Linked DNA regions of Bombyx mori: region 1 is linked to region 2. Evidence: chromatin contacts called from public Hi-C data. All regions are on one chromosome and are shown on one strand. The core of a region is the stretch at or near the end of the contact, and the rest is flanking DNA. Distances in the headings are between cores, read along the strand shown. Region 1 holds the start of LOC134200604. Region 2 overlaps LOC101746298.

Region 1 (3,191 bases), core at 130-2,629, 350 kb after region 2:
TGCCTTGGTATAATACTCGGAGAGCACTGCTGCCCATTCTCCAAAATGTCTTAGTCACTTTTTACGGCATCCATAACTACGGGCTCCATAAAAATCGTATGTGCAATTTCAAAATTATATAAAGAAAAGAGGTTGAGTTAAATTATTGCAATTACATCTGAATATTTTCCAAAAATATGTGTATGGATCGACGTAGTTATTATTGCAATGTATTAGCGTCAGTTATTGACCAATCATGGGAGTGACGAGCGCCAAGTCCGTATTCTGTTTTTTTTAATTTCATATGTTCCGGTATTGAAGGATAACTGTTATTCCAGTCAAAATATCACCTCGTGCCATTATGATGATCTCTGATAATCGCCAGACGGTTTGAGCTATAAGTAAAAACCAACTAACCGATTTTGAGTTGACTGTGCAGGTTCATTCAACTTTTTCCAATTCGGCAAAATAGATTCCAATCTCGACGGCATCTGAACTAGTTTGACTTTTGGCATCGTTGACTTAATCGCAACAGCTACCTTATCCAGAGTTCGCAAGTCGAGTGACAAACAAACGAATAGATGTCCATACTCTAGTTGGTCTTCCGGGAATACTGACCTGACCTCTGGTTATTGAAATTAAATTATTTGAATTGCTATTCAACTAGACAAATGGTAGGTTCGAATCGATGTTGGAGTTATTACAATTTAAAAACGCCCGGAAAGAAATACTTGAATGAAATATTTTTAATACGCTGATTGCTTTTCAGCTCATCGGACTACTAACACTTTAATTAAAAAAATTAGGGCAGAACATCTCTAGGGTAAACCAACACGTCTGGTTGCAGTGTTGACCGCGGTAACCCGTCCTTCCTCTCCCAAGTTCTGTCACGGGCGGTGATCAAGTTTTTTGGACGAGAATGCAGGGGAGTCGTTTAGTGGGTGACCTCTAACATATTTTGGTAATATCATATAAGCCGCGAGCCCCCTTGACGTAGAGACCTCGCAGGTTCGGACTCCGCTACAAAAAAGGGCAGGCTAACACATTGTTGTAATTTTAGCGATTAGCATTAAGAGTAATATTAGCCACCTTTGCCTGAAGGTAGGTTGTGGCTAAGATTAGTCTTAATGCATTGTTACAGCGTCTGTCACTATAACGGTTCCCTATCCTCCTCTCTGAGTCGCATTCGTCATGTCTGAGGGTCGTGACCATTTCCACCCATTACCCTTCTCTGGATAATGTTTCGCCATCTTCCTCTGTTCTCGGTAGTGTGTATGGCATCGTAGTTTGTGGTATCCAGAGTGGTACAGATTTGGTCGGACCAGCGCAATCTGGTTTCCTTTAAGAGTTACTAAAAAACAACTTTAATGTAATGGTTGTAACTTTTAACTTACTTTGCATGTTAGGAAAGTCGGGTAACGTGTGCACTAATAATACCCCTCCCAACTCATCGGCCATCAAAATACCTCGACTTGACGAGCCCTGGGATTGTTCGCCTCCTACGTGCTCCTGGTAGACTAAGGTTGCTAAATATTCTGTGTAGGTTGGCTAGAATCGATCGATTAAGTTATATCATGTAAAAGTTTTTCATATCTCCCTCAAACAAGTATTCAAGTTCAAGTCAGCAGGTTTTCTTTACTTGTTATTTGCTTATTTTGTTTTGATTACTTTATTGTTATCTTGCTTATTCGTATAAAGCAGCCCATGATGAAACTTAGCTTTTCATTGTCAAGAGAATGCAGGCGAGTTTTTTCATCGTTACGGACATCAACAAAATTAGGGGCACTGGCAAGCCGCTACCCACCGCTGACTCTTATCAAACTCTTACTATTTGGGCCTTATCATTTGAGGAAGAGCGTGTTTTAGCGCTCGGGAAACACTGTATAGATACTTACTTACTCATTCTAAACTTACTCGAAACAGCGGCGACAATGTAAGCTGGAGCATAGAATCAGAAGTGATAAATACATTAGAAGGCTGCCATCTTCCGTCCGTCTCTGACGTGATGTAACTGAAGTTACGGCCCGAGTAATAGCCCGGTATGACGTCACTTGGGGGTTTATAAACAAACCACCTAAATGTGCATCTTTTATATGTAATTGGAACATAATTCAAATTTCTTCGATTGAATGTCAACCTGCCTAATTTTTTTTTGTTTAGTAGAAACCTTAATAAGAGGCTATAGCTTAAAGATCTTTGGAACGACTATAAATATTGGTTCTGTACTTTAAACTGTGTAGATGAAACATGGAAATATGAGGAGTTCCCTTGCATTTCTTTTATTGGTGGTAGGACCTCTTGTGAGTCCAGGTAGGTACCACCACCCGGCCTATTTCTGCCGTGAAGCAGTAATGCGTTTCGGTTTGATGGGTGGAGCAGCCGTTGTAACTATACTTGAGACTTTAGAACTTATATCTCAAGGTGAGCGGCGCATTTACGTTATAGATGTCTATGGGCTCCAGTAACCACTTTACACCAGGGGGGCTGTGAGCTCGTCCACCCATCAAAGCAATAAAAAAAAACTCCTCATCTCTTTTCACACCACTCGCAATCGAATTAGTTAACCATCGACGTCTGCGTTCACTCACATTGCATTTACAACCTTTTCTCATATTACATAGGATTGTAAGATGCAAAAATGAATTTTACCCTGGAATTAGGACTATCCTACTTTTCCAGCAGAATCAGCTTTTTCGAAATAGGCAAGTTACGTCTATGCGCCCACAGTACGTCCGAAATACAACCTGCTATGGAATGATGATTGCGGGACTAATATGTGTGAGCTCAGAAAAGACCACTAGAGCTTTAAATAGAACATTCCCTGGCTTTTTGACTTGATCAATTTAAAGCAGTACCGGGGAACTTTTTTAATTATTACCCCAAAATATTTATGTGTATGTTGATATTAATTACCCCATGGCGAAGAACAAAAAAAAACGAAATCGCTTCTTTTTAGCATCTTTCATATTAAAGCCCGCATGATAATTTTGAAAAGAAAACAATAACTAAAAATTTAACGATTCTAAAGAAGTTTCACTTCAATATATACTTTTTAATCACAAAAGTTTCATTTTTACCCCCCAAAATTTCATTTTAACCCATTTGGGGTAATTTACCCTGGTTCCCCGACCGCTGATTTAAAGTTACAAAAAACCTAACCTAAGTTTTTCTGAAATAATATAACAAAAATATTTACCATTCCACCGGCTTGT
Region 2 (3,216 bases), core at 148-2,647:
TTATTAAAACGTTGATTGCGGGACCATTTTTTAAACTTAGACAGTGCGTATGAGGTCTTTTCGAGATAAAATTGGACTTCTTTACAGTGCGCATGAGACCTGATTAGCCTTTTTTTTATTGCTTAGATGGGTGGAAGAGTTCACAGCTCACCCGATGTTAAGTGGTTATTGGAGCCCATAGACATCTATGACGTAAATGCGCCACCCACCATGAGATATAAGTTCTAAGGTCTCAAATATAGTTACAACGACTGCTCCACCCTTCAAACCGAAACGCATTACTGCTTCACGGCAGAAATAGGCAGGGTGGTGGTATCTACCCGTGCGGACTCACAAGAGGTCCTACGACAAGATCCCAAAAGACCGTTTTTTAATATGGCCCATGCCCATAGAAATCTGGGCTTAGTCGCTTCCCGTATCGAGCGAAAGAACACGGGTATTGTCGGTCGCATTACACGACAGTCGCATTTTAAATCGCAAAACGCAATTAACGTGTTAATAACAAGCAAATTAAATGAGATTTATTTTGGTATCCATTTATCCAATGTGCTCTTACTATTTCGCCAATTGCGTATAAATATAATTTAGTAATTTTATTCACACATTCACCCTTCACTATTAACAAGTCGGCTCTCCCCTTCTTTTTATTAAAATTCAAAATTATTACGTATATCACTCTTTACGCCTGAATGAGCTTTTTGTAAGCCACTTATTTTCATTAGAATTATATAGCTATGGATGTGGTCGCCCATGGTTTTCCTACTGTCGATTGAATTTTACTTTTAGATCAACCGACACAAAATAAAACACGGCTTTTTGGCCATCTCGATCAGTGACCACATCCGATTGTTTCTGTCGAATTACATTTAAGTATGAACAGTGCTTGAATTTGGTCGGCGTTGTCGATTACAAACAAGTTTGTTAGTAGATCATTTTAAATTTCTAGTTTATCTGTATTAGAAACAAAATTAGTGTTGCGAGTTTTGAACATGAAATTGAAATCTATTCAGTTTGTGGGTTCTGCTTATTTCTGCCGCGGTCCAGTTTGAATCAACTTAGTCATCTATTAAAAATGAGCCTACGGTTTTCAAGGTGAGTTGCAATGTCTTAGTTATGTCGTCACAGGGCTACCGTCCAACCGACAAGTGTAATGCAAATATTTCAAAATGTAATGGGGTTTATTTCATAATATAATCGGTTAACTGTTGAATGTAAATATAATTAAACTAAATAATTTCAAAAATCAAGAATCTCATATACGTTACGGAATAATAAAAATAAAATTGAACCTCATTGTTATTCGCTAACGCGATAAACGAACGCAAAGTGAGCAATGAGACATAAATAAAATCTTCGCCGCTTAGTTCGGTCGTGTACCGCGGGGCGCTAGTGAGGCGTTGCGCGCGTAAACATCCGAGAGGCGGTCCTAACTTGTAGTCGGATTATCTAGGCTGTCACTTAACGATGCCATTAAGTATTGCTTTATTAGTTACGTTATTTTTTTGCGGTCGCAAGAATTTATATGACATTTAAAAGTCGTGTATGTACCAACTTATTAAATAAAATTAAAGTAGATTCATTGTAAACAGAATATTTTGAAAAAATTGCATCTTTGTTTTTTGGTACTTATTTTTTTTACCATACAGATACTTCACCGATACGTCGTTGTCAAACCAATAGATTGTATGTGTACCTTTCACAGATTAACAATTTGACAATTACGATTAGTTCACTAATCAGATTAGCGAGCGGTTTTTATTCGATATTTCAGTTTTCAGATATAATAATACTAAGTAGGTGTACTTATCAGATTACGCTTTTCTTTTGTTTAGTTTTGGGACATTAAATAATAATGATTTCTGAAAATAGCCTTTTTAAAATTGATATTAGTTATTTCGATATGACAAAAATATTTATTATATAACATATTATTAGTGCGATATTTAAAAAAAACGTCAATTATCGTACAATGATAAGCTTAAGATCTCGAAATGAAGTCCAAGATTAAATACTGGATTAAATCAAACTCATTTACTGGCATGTATTAGCACTGTTTAAAATAGACTTAAATGATTAATACCATTAACGGAATTATCTAGAATCTTCATAAAAATAATACAAGGCAATAAAACGTCGGGCCCTTCATTAATTCATTCCGATCACAATCACGCCTGTAATAAGGCAGATATAAAAACAAACATGCGATATTAAAGAGCGGGATGGACTTATACGCATTCCAAGAAGAAGAAAGAGGAGAGCAATATCCACAGGATATAGGGCAGGTGTCTCCGTAAAGGGAAAAAGGTTTTTGCGGAGCACAAAATAAGAATTATAGAAGATTAAGTTATGGATATGTGAGAAACATGCGTTTGAAATGGAGATAAACATTTTAAACTACGGCATCTGATTATATAGGTATTATTGTTTCAAGTTTCTACATGAGAATTATTATTGCATTCTTTAATGATTTTTTATTAACGTAAAAGGTTATACAAGTAAAGTATTTTTGCTGTACATTGAATTACATAAATTAAGGTTTTATTATATGAAAGCGATTTCGATCCGGTGGTAGATTCAGGGAAGCACTGCTCTTGCTAGGGCCAGTGTTAAAAAGTGCTCTCAGGTCCGCCGCGCGTAATTAGAATATATAATTAGGCTGCCAACGATTAGGTAGGAAAATAATAATTATATCTTATCTTCTTAGCATCGTACAGGTGTAACAGCATTATTTGGAAGCATGTTAACAATTATGATATTATTTTTGATAAAAAATATACATAATATTTAAAGATTACTTACTTAAAGATTAGGTACTACCACCCTGCCTATTTCTGCCGTGAAGCAGTAATGCGTTTCGGTTTGAAGGGTGGGGCAACCGTTGTAACTATACTTGAGACCTTAGAACTTATATCTCAAGGTGGGTGGCGCATTTACGTTTTAGATGTCTATGGGCTCCAGTAACCACTTAACACCAGGTGGGCCGTGAGCTTATCCACCCATCTAAGCAATAAAATAAAAAAGATGTCTTTAATAAAATAAGCGAATGATTTAACTAGGTTTTATTTAAATGTTGATTGATTGGCTTTATTAAATAGTTATATTATATTTATGAACTTCTTCCTTCATTAAATACTAATTTGACCAGTATCCCTATATAGTCAAACTCACGGACAGTTCTAGTATTTAATAAAGGAAAAAAGAAGTACAATGCACATG

What was found. A called contact is a pair of places that touch in the nucleus more often than the background predicts.
Region 1: a Hi-C map of middle silk gland shows a contact between it and region 2, with 1.8 times the contacts expected there. The contact joins the promoter of LOC134200604 here to the enhancer-like site in region 2.

The regions. Positions count from the first base shown.
Region 1 is chr18:8,117,486-8,120,676 of ASM3026992v2, forward strand. It overlaps LOC134200604, which reads right to left and starts at 1,380. Exons shown (of 5, transcript XM_062673785.1): 1 at 1,374-1,380; 2 at 1,205-1,330; 3 at 397-604. The coding sequence starts at 1,380.
Region 2 is chr18:7,772,389-7,775,604 of ASM3026992v2, forward strand. All of the region lies in intron 4 of LOC101746298, which reads right to left. Among protein-coding and RNA genes, the nearest start is that of LOC101736850, 17 kb to the left of the region's middle. Within about 2 kb of position 1,398, at least 7 of the 8 cell types and tissues checked have open chromatin away from gene starts, as enhancers often do.